Regions from separate parts of the Mus musculus genome. Here region 2 is linked to region 1. The links are chromatin contacts, called in public ChIA-PET maps. All regions are on one chromosome and are shown on one strand. Each heading gives the region's core, a stretch centred on a gene start, on an enhancer-like site or on the middle of the called end of the contact. The rest is flanking DNA. Distances are from core to core; before and after follow the strand shown.

Evidence for each region. ChIA-PET counts read pairs in DNA pulled down with a chosen protein or histone mark.
Region 2: a contact with region 1 is called in an RNA polymerase II ChIA-PET map of memory CD8 T cells, with 50 read pairs. The contact joins two enhancer-like sites. A contact is called at or near these places in 6 of 39 promoter capture datasets (the C10 cell line, the HPC-7 cell line, cranial neural crest and 2 more), 2 of 15 datasets of contacts at CTCF or cohesin (CD8 T cells and the NIH/3T3 cell line), 10 of 484 Hi-C or Micro-C datasets (Sertoli cells, cerebral cortex, double positive thymocytes and 5 more), 6 of 115 datasets of contacts at active chromatin or transcription factors (CD8 T cells, the SCID.adh cell line, embryonic stem cells and 3 more) and 4 of 9 other capture datasets (adipose tissue, embryonic stem cells, liver and 1 more).

The regions. Positions count from the first base shown.
Region 1 is chr4:57,727,481-57,734,836 of GRCm38.p6, reverse strand. The region is part of intron 6 of Pakap (paralemmin A kinase anchor protein); the gene reads right to left. Gm35099 (a long non-coding RNA gene) reads left to right here. Exons shown (of 4, transcript XR_003955209.1): 4 at 3,746-4,756. Among named protein-coding and RNA genes, the nearest start is that of Gm35099, 24 kb to the left of the region's middle. Within about 2 kb of position 3,471, at least 77 of the 459 cell types and tissues checked have an H3K27ac peak or open chromatin away from gene starts, as enhancers often do. A contact at or near this core is called in CD8 T cells and memory CD8 T cells, where this site is marked.
Region 2 is chr4:57,863,595-57,870,950 of GRCm38.p6, reverse strand. The region is part of intron 8 of Pakap (paralemmin A kinase anchor protein); the gene reads right to left. Among named protein-coding and RNA genes, the nearest start is that of Gm26138, 10 kb to the left of the region's middle. Within about 2 kb of position 3,755, at least 115 of the 459 cell types and tissues checked have an H3K27ac peak or open chromatin away from gene starts, as enhancers often do. A contact at or near this core is called in CD8 T cells and memory CD8 T cells, where this site is marked.

The DNA of each region.
Region 1 (7,356 bases), core at 2,222-4,721:
TGACTGTCTTTGAATGTGTGAATGTATGTGTGTGTGAGTGTGTGTGTTTATGTGTGTATGCATCTCTCTATAAATACCCATGTTGGATGTCCTGTTCTATCAGAATCACCTTACTACCTTGAGGCAGAGTCTCTCACTGAATCTGAACCTGAACCTGAACATTTATATTAGTTACCATTTTCTATTGCTGTGATAAACTACCACGATCAAGTCAATTTATAAAAGAAAGCATCTGATTCAGCATACTGTTCAGAGGCTTAGCGGCCATACTGTTAGAGCAGAGGTTTAGTGGCCATACTGTTAGAGTAGAGGTTTAGCGCCATACTATTAGAGCAGAGGCTTAGCGGTCATACTATCAGAGCAGAGGTGTGCTGGCAGGAACAGCTGGGAGCTCAGAGCTCACATCTCAAAACCACAAGCAGAAATGAGAGGGGGAGCTCTGGAAATGGCAAGAAAAATCTTTTGCAACCTCACCCTGTTCCCAGTGACACACGTCCTCCAACAAGGCCACACCTCCTAATGCCTCCCAAAAATTTTGACCAACTGGGGACCAAGTCTTCAAACATACGAGCCTGTGGAGGCCATTCCCATCCAAACCAGTATACCATTTCAGTTGGGTTGACTTGCCAGTGAACCCTGGAAACCTACCTGTCTCCACCTCCCAAGCCTGGGGTTCTAGGCACACACCCCCATCCCAGCCCCTTTACATGGGTGTGGGGATTTGAACTCAGATCCTTGTGCTGTGTGGCAGGTAGGCACTCCTGCACAAGGAGCCCTCCTCTTAGCCCCCAAGACTTGTTTTGATAAAACTTTATAAACATGGCTAGATAGCCTATAGGTTGATAATTTTATCCTTTTAAAAATATCACATTAAATTATAGCTCATTTTTAAAATTAATCCACTCTCTTCTTTGACAGTTTCACCCAGTTACCTAACACATTCCGGTTACTTCCCTCCCACTCCTACCGGCTCCCCTTCTTCTCTACATACCCCCATATTCATATTCCCATACCCATGACTTTTTGTAGTGCTTCGTGCCCTATAGAATTTAACCAGGGCTACAGAATCTGTGTGACCATGGATTTAAAACTATCCACTGGAGTCTGGTGGGCTCACCAGGCAGTGTGCAGTCAGATACTATGTCTCCCCATCTCCCTCAGACTCTGTTGGCAGCCATCCCAGTTTGCTTTCTGTTGCTGTGATAAGGCAGTGACTAAAACTAACCTGGGGGTGGGGAATATGGCTTATTATGTCCCACAGATTAGAGTCCTTCACCGAGGGAAGCCATGGTAGGAACTCAGGCAGGTCTCTGGAGGCAGGAATTGAAACAGAAACTACAGAGGAAGGAGTTAACAGTTCGTTCCCAGCTCAGCTACCTTTCTTACACAGCCCCAGGAATGGCACCCGCCACCGTGGGAAGCACCCTCCACATCAAGCAGCTCCTGTATCAATCAGTCATCAGAAAAAACAGATATGGCCATCACAGTAGCCAATAGCTTAGCAGTATGTGGTAGGGGGTCTGTGAGCCGTTTCCCCATCCGTAGCTGGCTGTTGGGTGGCCTGACTTGGAAGGCCCAGTGTCAGTTAGAGCAGCTGTTGTGTGATCACAGATTATGGTTTATGTTGATTCCTCAGATATGGCAAACCAGACACTTGATCTGCTCTTCTCCTGAGGCTGGCCCTCAAAACAGAGAGGTTCGGTGGGCCCAACTCCACACAGTTCTTCCTTGCTTCTGCAAGGGCCCACTGTCTGCCGACTCCCTACTCAACAGTCGGGGCTGAGTCTGTCTGCTTGTCCTTCTGAGAAGAGACTCCTTTCTAAGACAGAGTTGATTGGTTGGTTGTTTTTGTTAAGGTGGGTCTCACTCTGAAGCTCAAGCTGGTCTAGAACTCACTGTGTAGTCCTGACTGGCTTCAAACTCATGGAAATCCTCCTGCCTCAGTCAGCCTTCTGAGTGTTGAGATTACAGGTATGAGTTACTATGCCCTGCTTTCCAAAGTTTTGTTGTTGTTGTTTTTGTTTTGTTTTGTGTGTGTGTTTTGTTTTTGTTTTTGTCTTTTTGTTTGTCTTGAGGCAGGGTTTCAAGTAGTTTAGGCTGTCTCAAATTCTTTGTGTAATTAAATAAAGATCTCATACTTCAATTCTCTTGCCTCAGCCTTCCGAGTGCTGAGATTGTAGGCATGCACCACCATGCCCCGCGGATCCAGTGCTAGAGACTGAGCCCATGGTATTTTGTGTGCTAGGCAAACTCTCTGTTTAACGGAGCTCTGCCCACCCTTCCCCCAAGATGGAACTTTGTACCTGTGGAGGCCAAAAGAGGGCATAAGATCTCCTTGAGCTGGAGTTGCCTGACTGTGAGATCCCTGACCAAGTTCTGGAAACTGAACTTGGCTCATCTGCAAGAGCAGCAAATACTCTTAACTGCTCAGTCAAATGCATTGGCTAAAATCAAAATGCGTTTTTTTTTTTAAGTTATTATGGTGTACCTTTTAAACAATGCTGGTGGATCTCCCTCACTCCAACCATCTTTTAAATCACTCTGACTTTAAAATGGAAAGGATTCAGGGAAATCAGACTGGCAGACTTCAGCTATCTAAACAAAGGGTCACCACACTGATTCATCTGCCCAGCTCCAAGAAGCAGAACTTGTAAAAGAGTCCGAATTCAAAGCACATTGGTATCTGTAGTTTTCAGATCAAATCTCAGATGTGTGTGTCTGGTGAGAGCGTTTGTGCATATACATACTTTGTGTGTACATACAGGTAATGCCTAACTCTATTTGTGAAGTGGACCAGGCTGAGAGATACCCAGATAGGTGGTAAAAGCATCGTTTCTGGACATATCTGAGAAGCTGGCTCCCTAAGGGTTAGTGATATACTGGAAGACGAGGTAAAGGTCTGCCCTCACCAGTGTGACGGGCACTATCCAATCTGTTGAGGGCGTGATGAAGCAAACATGTGAAGGAAGGGTTAATGTGTTGTCTGCTTCCACTAAGACGCCCAGCCCTGGTTGCTATATCTCCTTAGACCTTTGGACTCAGGCTGGGACTTAACATCTTCAGCTCCCCTAGTTTCTGGCTATTAAGTTGGGATTGAATTAGATCACTGACTTCCCTGAAGTCAGTCTTGAAGACAGTGGGTCATGGCCTTCCTAATCAAGTGTGAGACAGTCTCCTCACATGCACTCCTCCATATTCATCCTATTTTTTAATTTGGGGGGTGGGGGTGGGTCTAGACACTGAGTAACATGCACAACTATGCAGGTGTATGTGTGTGTACGTATATACATATATACTTGGCTTTGCAAAATGATCTAAAATGTAGGTGGACCGCAACCAAGCTGAGAGGAGCGTCACCTCTTACAAAACCATTTCTCTACAGATGTGGGATCTGGCCAGAGACTCAGCTGTGGGACACGTGTCTTACTTTCTAAGTGGCTTATTTCTCAGCCCACAAGCCACCTCTTTTGATGAGCAACGGCTGACTATGTCATCACTTTTCCTGTAGAGTCAGGCTAATGTCGAGCCCCATGCTTTGGTACTGGAGCCCTATGACTAAAATAAGTGTTGTTTATTATTATTACAGTCGCTTTGCCAACCACACCAGGAGAATTTCTTCCCTTCTTTTTTATCACCCTGACATTAAAAAGGACAGGGATCAAGGCTTATTCTGTCAGTTTTAAGCCATCTGTGTCACCGTGCTGATTCAAAAGCAGACTAAATCTGGTTTCTCTTTCTCTCTTAGGTTGACGTGGAGGCTGCTGGGTCTTTGGTGTTGTGATGTGCACGGTTTTGACTGTGTATAAGGCAGAGCTAGAGCCCAGGAGGGACGCTGCAGGACCTTGGATCAAACATCACAGTAGGAAGCACACAGGAGGGAGGAAGGTCCTGACATACAGGCCTGGTTTGACAAGTCTTGTAGACAGAAGGCTGGGCACATGCCCACAGACACTGACTTCCTGTGAGTGCCCTTTAGAACTCTAGATGGGGAACTGTTCTCAGCACTGGCTCCTCCAGGCAGGACCTTGACAAGAGCTTCATGCTACAGTGTTTTGGCTGTCAGTGTCTATGCCGTCACCAGGGTTAGGACCACAGAGTGTTGGGTCTGCTCTTGCTCTGCCCTGCACCCAATTTGTGCTTCACATTTCTGGTTTTATTTTATGCTCAGAGGTTTAGGAAGAATATCTAGTTGCACATCACCATGTTTCCAGCACCAGGCACACAGTAACTGCTTTATAAATGTTTGTTCAATGACAACATCTCTGTACAATGAGTCCTCGAGAAGCTGCAGGCAAGCCCAAAGCTAGTTAAATGCCACCAAATCCAGCTTCAAGCCAGACACTTGAGCCAATTACTGGCTACATTTTGGGCATGTTAGATAGTCATGCCAACTCTCAATTGTCTATACTCTAATGCAGAGATATGTCATAGGGTTATTAGAAGATTAATATTAGACACTACTCATGACAGCTTTGTGGCACTGCGCTGTCCTTCTCATTGTTTTCTGCATCCCTCATGAGATAATTATATATGCTCATTCCATGCCAAGAAACTTTCAGAGTTACTTCATGGGAAGGGTGGATTGCCCTATCGCTCCCACGCCAGGCCCAAGGGAACATAAACAACAGGTGGCATAGCCAAGTGTGAATTGTGTGAGTCACGTGTGGCTCTGCCGGTGCCTTTTACTCCTCTATCAGTGACCATGCACCACACATGTGGGTGCCTTTCCCATCCTGAGTCCTAGGATGAAGCTACATAGAACGGATCCATAACTACACCTATAGAAATATAAAATAGGAACAAGCTAGGTATGGTGAGCCATACCTATAATCCCAGAACTTGGGAGAGGGAGGCTATCTTTGGCTGCATAGCAAGTTCAAGGTAAGCCTTGGCTACATAAAAATCAAAGAGCCAGTAAAATAGAAATAATGAAAGAACTATGAGCAATGACACCCCACTGCTGGGCTACACATTACAGCCCCAGAGCCGAGAGAGAAAGCTGACTGATACAAAGGGCATGCCACCACATAGGGGTTGAATAAACTCTTCAGGATGCATGGGCAATCCTGAAGCCTCTCTCACGCCAACCGCTCCCATACTTCTGCTTCTGCAGTGTGACATTCAGTCGCTTCGATCATCGCAGCAAACTCGGGCTGCATTTGATGGTGTAAAAGGGGAGCAGAATTGCGACTTCAAATATTTTTGTTTATTTACATGTGTGTGTGTGCACATGCTATGCACTGCAAGGGTGTGCAGGTCAGAGGGCAACCTTCAGGAGTATATTTCTCTCCTTCCACTACCTGGGTCCCAGGGATCAAACTCAGGTCCTCCTATTTGGTAGCAAGCGCCTTTACCCATCAGCTATCTCGCTACCCCTGGGAATTGTTTTTGACGGGAGGCAAAGCTGAATCCTTCTAGCACTTAGAGTTCAGGAACTCCACCCAACATGCCTTTCCTGGATTGTTCATTCCAGCCGATAGTCTACATTTACTGAATCCTACTGTCTGTGTTTACAGAGCTATTACCAAAGAGCAGTGTGCCATGTGTCCTGTCCTTACCACTGCAGGAGGACAGCAAAGCACACAGGTGCTATGGCTTTCCCTTCACCACACGCACACACCTGGTGGAAGGGGTAAGGAAGGGGGTGGCATTGCTCTTCTAAAATAGGTGAAGTTGCCGGGCTTTGGGAAGGGACAAGCTCCCCACAGGCCACAGCTCACACAGCTGGCAGTGACACTGGACTGGAAGCAGAGGTCCTAGCCTTTGGAACAGTGACCTTTTCTCCATGTTAGGGTGCCTCCATGCTCATTCATGGCCACATTCCCTTCTGCTTATTCTAGACTGAGTGATATTCGGCCTCTGCTGGCATAAACCCTGAGACCAAGGTCTGTTCTTCACACATCACACATCACATTGCCCAAGGACTGCCCTAGACTAAGGAGTGAGAAGAGGCAGTGGGCACTTGGAAACCTGGCACAGCCTTATTTTTCTTCACCAATGAGTACCCAGTGAACATTTTTGTTTGTTTGCATGTGAGGCCATGCAATAAGCAAGCACGGGTGGTGGTCATGAGCTTTCTCATGGGGCAGCTTCCTTGTCCTAAAGCAAGTTACCTTTAGCCAAAGGACAGACCTGTGGACAGTGAGCTGGACAGATGACAAGGTTTTTCTTATGGGAATAGAAAAGAGAGAGTTCGTGGATGTGAAGGAGATATGAACTCTGGCAAGGGTGAGAGCAGGCTGTGGCAGCCCTGGCCCAGAGGGATGAGTAATTTTTCTGTAGGCAGGCACGGTGGAGAACATTTTAGAGGAACAGGACGTTCAGGACAGGGAGATGGTCCAGGCTGGAGCAGGGATTATGCAGTGAGTCATACACCGGGAAGCCTGGGTTGAAACCCAAATTTACAGCAGGTAAATCCCAGCCTAACATGATCTTGTTTTGTCCTTATAATCTAGACACACACACACACACACGATTTGCTTTGATACAGGGTATCATGTAGCCCAGGCTGGTCTCAACTCATTATGTAGCAGAAGATGACCTTAAACTCCCAATGTTCCTATCTTCAGAGTGCTGGGATTATAAGCCCACACACTTCTATAATAAATATTATCTTAATCCAGCACTTGGGGGAGGCTGAGTTCTCCACCAGCCTGGGCACTGTGAGATCTTTTCTCAAAGCAGTAATAACAGCAACAATAAACTCTTCAGGTCAGGCTTAGCTCTGCCCAGCAAAGCTGAGATCAGGGAGGAAGTTCAAATCTTTCTAGGATGCGTGTGGAGCTTAGAGACAACATCCCCAAGCAGCCCGAGGCTTGGAAAACAGTTTCCCATGGATGAGTAGGACATTAGTCCAGGCAGCAAGGGGGATCTCCCTTCTTTGCAAAGAAGAGTTAAGAATAAACCTGAAACAAGCATAGCTAAGGAGACAAAACAAAAGTTTGAAATCCAAGTGCAGACAATGAAACAGAGCCATTCACGGCTTAAGTTACTTAAGAAGCATCATCTAAGGTCCACAATGGTTCTGGACACTTAGGGCAAGATCATCAAATAAAAATCCCTGCCCTTCTGAAGTTTTGCTTTGTTTGTCTTTGTTTTGAGCTATATATAGCTCCGGCTGGCCTGGAACTTTCTGTATAGCCCAGGCTGGCCTGGAGCTTATTGCAAGCCTCCTGACTCAGCCCTCCAGAGAGCTGGAATTGCAGGCTTGTGCCTCCACATCTGGTTATTGGAACTTCCTGTTTAAGGGGACTCTCAGAATCAATTCGTGTTTTCTGTTTGCCTAAGGCGTTGAGTCTATGTGAGTAGACACTTGCTAATTCAGACAGACTCTACACATACCCAGACTTCAGTTTT
Region 2 (7,356 bases), core at 2,506-5,005, 140 kb before region 1:
TAGGAGGGAAACTACACCCTAGAAAAAGCAAGAAAGTAATCTTTCAGCAAACCCAAAATAAGATAGCCACACAAGCACACTTCCACCTCTAACAACAAAAATAATAGGGAGCAACAATCACTTTTCTTTAATATCTCTTAACATCAATGGACTCAACTCCCAGTAGAAAGACATAGACTAACAGACTGGATATGTAATAAGGACCCAGCATTTTGCTGCATACAGGAAATGTTCCTCAGAGACACAGACAGACACTACCTCAGAGTAAAAAAGGTTGAAAAACAATTTTCCAATCAAATGATCCCAAGAAACAAGCTGGAGTAGCCATTCTAATATCGAACAAAATTGGCTCAATAGAAACAGATGTATAAAAGTTGGGGTCTTAGACAGATGCACTTAGCACTTAAAACAAGCAGAATGCATAGAAACCAACACTTATCTAGGACCAGTTGGCTATTCTGGGTCTCTTGTGGTTCCACATAAAATTGAGGATTTTCTTTCTATTTATGTGAAGAATGAGATGAGGATGTTGATTGTGACTTCATTGAATCAGTAAATTGTTTTGGTGGGAAAGTCATTTTTCACAATGTTAATTCTACCAAGCTATACACTTAGGTGGTCTTCAAATTCTAGTATGTTTCTTGTTTGTTTTGTTTTTTTTTTTTTGTTTTGTTTTTGTTGTTGTTGTTCGAGACAGGGTTTCTCTGTATAGCCCTGGCTGTCCTGGAACTCACTTTGTAACAGGCTGGCCTCGAACTCAGAAATCCGCCTGCCTCTGCCTCCCGAGTGCTGGGATTAAAGGCGTGAGCCGCCACACCCCGGCTTCTAGTATGTTTCTTAATCTCTTTCTTTACACATTTAAAGTTTTCATTGTAGAGGTTTTTTACCTCTTTTGTTATATGTATTCTAAATATTTTATTTGAGAAACTAGGAAGAGGAGCGTGTCCATGATCTCTTTCCTTCTTTCTTTCTCTCTCTCTCTCTCTCTCTCTCTCTCTCCTCTCTCTTTCTTTCTTTCTTTCTTTCGTTTTCTTTTTAAGATTTATTTATTTATTATATGTAAGTACACTGTAGCTGCCTTCGGACACTCCAGAAGTGGGCGCCAGATCTCATTATAGATGGTTGTGACCCACCATGTGGTTGCTGGGAATTGAACTCAGGACCTTCGGAAGAGCAGTCAGTGCTCTTAACCATCTCTGAGCTGAGCCCTCTCTCCAGCTCCCATGATCTCTTTCTCAGCATGCTTGATACTCGTATATATTGACTGGTAAATTTTGCAAGTCAATTATGTATCATAACACTTTGCTGAAATTATTGAGAATGTCTACAATTTTTTCTAGTCAAATTTTGGGAACATTGGGTATAAGATAATATAATCTTCAATGGAAAATAATTTGACTTAATACTTCCCATTTGTATCCCTTCTCTTGCCTTATTGCTCCAGCTAATGTTTCAATCGCATTATGGATGAGTAGTAGGGACAGTGGGCAGTCCTCTTCTATTCCTGATTTTTATGGGGCTTATTAATGGTTCTATTCATTTAGGTTGATATTGCCCACGAGTTTGTCATTCATAACCTTTTTTATGCTTGAATATGCTTCCTACACAGTTCTACTTGTTCTAGGGCTTTTATTAAGAATGCTTGTTGAGGGGCTGGAAAGATGGCTCAATGGTTAAGAGCACTTACTGCTCTTGTTCTTCCAGAGGTCTTGAGTTCAATTCCCAGCAACCACATGGTAGCTCACAACCATCTGCAATGGGATCTGATGCTCTTCTTCTGGTGTGTCTGAAGAGAGCAACAGTGTACTCACATACATAAAATATATCTTTTTTAAAAATGCATTTTAAATCTTTTCAAAGACTTTTCCGTTTCGTTTCTTTTCTTTTTCCTTCCATTGAGATGATCATATGATTCTTGTATTTTTGTCCATGTATTTGGCTTATTACATTTATTTTTTTATATATGTTAAAACAATAGAAATTAAAATCAATGAAAAAAAAAGTAAGTTGGGTGTAGTGGTAAACTATTATATTATATTATATTATATTATATTATATTATAGTGAAGCAGGAAGACCTCGAGTTCAAGGCCAGCCTGAACTAATTAGACTAATCAAGTGAGAATTTAACCAAAAGGAAAAAAAAGAGAGAGAAAGAAAGAGAGAGAGCTGGGTATGCAGAGCAGTTGCTTGCTTAAGCAAGTACAATCCCTGAGCTCCATCCATCCTCAGACAGCCTAGACTCGAGTACCTCCACCACAGGATGAAGGCCAATAGGAAAGTCACGGGGGTGGGGGTGGGGGTGGGGTCAAATGAGCAACAGAGTATGCTCCTCCCCCCGCCCCCCACAAGGATTGCCAAGCCCTGATCCCTAAAACCTCTGAATATGTTGCCTTTGTTAGGTCTCAAAGAAACCCAGGCTACTTCTACCCTAAACCTCTTCCTTCCCCATATAACTCAGCCATTTTGGACATGCCCACTTGGCTCTTGACTGGTTCTGCTCCGGGATCTCTCTTGGTCTGCTTGCCCTCTCTTCTATTCCTCTCACTAACCCCCCCCCCCCCCACACACACACACACACACACCCCACAAGCCCAGTTTGGTCTGATGACCACATTCAGTCTGGACTCTTGTCTCTGGCTGTTCTCTCCCTCAGATCTACAGTAAAACCCCTCTCCTCAACCATACCTCGGAGCAGTCATGTCCTCATTTTTCTTTCATCCATTCATGGTGCTCCTCCTGCCTCAGCCTCCCCAGGTGCATCTGCCTCAGCACAAAATAATTTTAAAATATAAAATAAACCAGATCGTTTTTTATTTTTTATTTTTTTTAGATTCTTATGTAGCCCAGGCTGGCCTTGAACTACTGACTCTCTAATAATCGCAAAACAGAGCTCCTCCTTCCTAGGTTTTTAGCTCCTTCCAGTAAGGCCCACAAGGTAGACCCAGCATCAGCACCTCATCACCCCAGCTCCAACTTACACTGAAGCAACCACATCTGTCAGTTCCTCGGACTTAGTCCACTCTCAAGGGTGTTTCTCATTCCTGACTAGGTATTATGATCTAAAGGGTCCCAGCATCTCATTCTCCCACCTGGGACCTTCAAAGGAAGAGGCAAAGGAGGAAGGCGGGCTCGTGGGGGGCGGGGAGGGGGGTAAAGGAGGAAGGTGGGCTCCGGTGGGGGGGGCGGGGTCACAGCAGGAACTGCACAAGCCCAAGTCCTTGAGGGTGGGGCTGAGCAGGTTGCTCTCATTCAGGCCAAAGAAAGGAAGTGGGAAACTGCAGCTCTGGGCTCTGCTCTCTGGGGACGAGAGTAGATGCTGGCCGTCTCACCCCCAAGCTGTGTGAAGAAAAGAGGCTATTGACAGAAGAGCGGGCCAAGGCACGTCATCTGGTGGGTGTTTTTGTTCAGTTCGGTTTGGTTTTTTTTTTTTTAATTCAAGTGGGTGATAGCTTTTTTTTTTCTCTCTCTCTCCTGAGAAATGTTAGAAACAAAGAATCTTTGAGTTATGACTCCACAGACACAGAGCATAATAATCACCCAGATTCAAACTTTTGGTTTACATGCCCGTAGAAAACTGTCTAAACCTCCGGAGCCTGCATCCGAGGGTTACTAGGAGCCAAGGATGACCCCGCAGAAGGAAGACTCGAGTTGTCAGGAATGACAGGGCTCTGTCCGAGTACACACAGCCTTCTCTGCACTCTGTGAGTGGGAGGAATTGAAGATTCTTTTCTCTGCCCCCTGTAATCACAGCCTGCCCAAGGGGAATCCCACAGTGTAACCAAGCATGGACTGGAAATAGTTTTAACTATTTCTGGCACACAGATAGAAAATGCAGATTCAGACTCCTTCCTTGTCTTTGCTCTCTTCGTGGGAGACAGCCTCGGCTAGCTCAAAGGGAAAGTCTACCGCCCTTCTCACCATCCTGCAGTTGTGTCAGCATTCTTAGCTTCTTGAGTGTGTGATGATGACTGGGAATATGGAAAAGGGGCAGGACCTTGAGGACCAGGCGAGTGAGTGAAGATTAAAGGGAGCAGACGACCCCTTTATCTCTACATGGACTAATTGTATTTAACATAATTATTTCCAAGGTGAGTGTGATGGAATGAACACCTTTGTAATTCTGGCACTTGAGAGGTGAAAACAGGAGAACCAGGAGTTCGAAGCCAGCCTGGGCTATATGAGACTCTCAAAAGGACCAACGATATTGTTATTACTGTTTTATTCCCATTTTTACTGCTGAGGAAACAGGTTTATAGAGGTGAAATGAACTATTTATACAGCGAGCAAGGAGCTGACCTTGGAATGTGGTTCCGGAGAAGTTACTGGCTCTCTTAAGCACCTGTCTTCCTTGACTGACTCTTTTATATATGAATTTATGGTTGGATAATGGGAAATAAGAATGAGGTTGGTACTGTCAAAGAGACTTGCTGTGAGATGCATACAAGTCCATATTTATCTTCAAGGCTACAAGAAGCCAAAGAGCATTATATAAACTACAGAGGGATTCTCTGAGGCTCTCATAGTCTGACTAGCTCATTCCCTGCTCCCTCCCCTGGTCTCCCTCCCTCATCCAGTCCCCTTCCAAGCCCTCAGTAGAGGCTTATTCACAAAGATCAAATGCCAATCTCCTTGGGAAGTACACAGCCTAGTGCTTAAGAGTCAAAGTCACATCCTGTCCAGGCTCCAGCAGTCACGAGTTGGGACATCCTACTCCCAAGCTGGCTTTGATTAGCTCACATTTCTCAACAGGGATCCTGCAAGAATTAGGCCTTTTGATTCACTTCCTCTTTGTTAAGATTAAAACTGTAGACTTTCCTTGTACGTGGCTGAGTCTGATTCCTGGGAAAGTTATTCCCAGAGCATGGAATAGCTATGCATGTTAGTAATGAGGACCTCACATGGTGCCTCCCACAGGTGTGAGCACAACCAGGAGGCAACATAAAAGCCAGCACAATTTGAATATGGTAGACCTGGCTTCCAAGGGAGGGAATTGAACTGAAGCGAGATGGTTTGCTTTTTCTAAAATGATGTTATCTGAAAGTCATGACCACACACAGGCTTGTCACGGAGGATCACCTGGAGTCTAATCCTCAGGAGAGAGAATGGCAGGTTTGCGCATGATGGTTTCCCTTGCAAAACCTTTTGAGAGTGATGTCCAAAAAGAACAATGCATTCATGCAGGCTTTTCTTATTTTCCTATTGAAATGGTGGGTACTTTACAAAGAAAGGCATTTGCTGGCTTCAGATCAATGAAATACAGGACAGCTCAAAGGAACAGAGATAGAAGGCAAGTGATGCTCCATGATGATCAAGTGTCACTGACTGTGATCTCATGACACCAAAGATACTTCACTCAGTCAACAGAGTGATTACTAATCCCTGCTCATATTCAGATTAGCCTAGTTCATTTGTAGATTTCAGGGAATGAATGCAACTCTGAAACGAATGGCTAAGCTTCCTCCTGGAAAATGAAAAGGCAGAGAAAACCAACAAGACAACCAGCCTGAAGAGCTAACTTACCCCCTGTCGTAGTCAGGGTTTCTAATCCTGCATGACCAAGAAGCAAATTGGGGAGGAAAGGGTTTATTCAGCTTACACTTCCATACTGCTGTTCATCACCAAAGGAAGTCAGGACTGGAACTCAAGCAGGTCAGGAAGCAGGAGCAGATGCAGAAGCCATGGAGGGATGTTACTCACTGGCTTGCCTCACCTGGCTTGCTCAGCCTGCTCTCTTACAGAACCCAAGACTACCAGCCCAGGGATGGTCCCACCCACAAGAGACCTTTCCCCCTTGATCACTAATTGAGAAAATGCCTTGCAGTTGGATCTCATGCAGGCATTTCCTCAACTGAAGCTCCTTTCTCTGTAATAACTCCAGCTGTGTCAAGTTGACACAAAACCAGCCAGTACAATTGACCCCTTGTCAACTTGACACACAAACACATCACTAGTAAGCCTCAACCCTTAGTTTCTTATTCATCCCCAAGATCTAAATAACTTTAAAAGTCCCACAGTCTTTACAAATTCTTAAAATTTCAATCTCTCTTAAAATCCAAAGTCTTTACAATTAAAAGTCTCTTAATTGTGGGCTTCACTAAAAAAACTTCCTTCAAGAGGGGAAAAATACCAGGGCACAGTCACAATCAAAAGCTAAAACCAACCTCCAACCATCCAGTGTCTGGGATCCAACTCACGATCTTCTGGGCTCCTCCACTGCTGCTGCTCTTGGTGGTCATCTCATGGTACTGGCAACTCTAAAACACTGCATGACCCCTGTAGTCCTGGGCCATCAATTGCAACTGAGGCTGCACCTTCACCAATGGCCTTCCATGGCCTCTCACAGTGCTGAGCCTCAGCTGCTCTGCATGACCCCTTCATGCCTTCAAAACCAGTACCACCTGGGTGACCCTTACATATTACCAAGTCCTGCTGCAGCAAGAGTACAACCTTGGCTATCTCTGGAACACAGCCTCTTTGTGCTTTCAGAAAACACTTCCCAGAAGATGTCACCTCAACGATGCTGGTCTCTTCTTAATCACCGCTAATTTTCTTAGCTCCAGCTAACCAGTATCAATAGTCCCAGTACTGCATAGGTTTTGCTTTAGTAGTTCTGGTATCTTGTTAATCACAGCTGATTCTCCAGCCCAGCTAACCAGAACCACAGAATAATCAAACTCCAAAATAGCACTGGCCCTTAAAAGAGTCTTTAATTTTCCCTCTGAAATTTCACAAGCCAGGCCTCCATCTTCTGCACTGTTCTCAACATTATCTTCCAAGCTCCTACACAACAGGTGACAGAGCTCTTAACACCAAATGGATCTTCTAGCCCAAAGTTCCAAGTCCTTCCACAGTCCTCCCCAAAACATGGTCAGGTTGTCACAGGAATACCCCACTCTGCTGGTACCAATTTGTCTTAGTCAGGGTTTCTATTCCTACATGACCAAGAAGCAAATTGGGGAGGAAAGGGTTTATTCAGCTTACACTTCCACTCTGCTGTTCATCACCAAAGGAAGTCTGGACTGCATCTCAAGCAGGGCAAGGTGCAGGAGCTGATACAGAGGCCATTGAGGGATGGTCTTTACTGGCTTGCCTCCCCTGGCTTGCTCAGCCTGCTCTCTTACAGAACCCAAGACTACCAGCCCAGAGATGGTCCCATCCACAAGGGGACCTCCTCCCTTGATCACTAATTGAGAAAATGCCTTACAGTTGGATCTCATGGAGGCATTTCCTTAACTGAAGCTCCTTTCTCTGTGATAACTCCAGCTGTGTCAAGTTGACACAAAACTACCCAGTACACCCCCTTAGCCTAAATATTTGGCAAGTACCAGCAATTTAGCTTATTTGTAACTGAGGC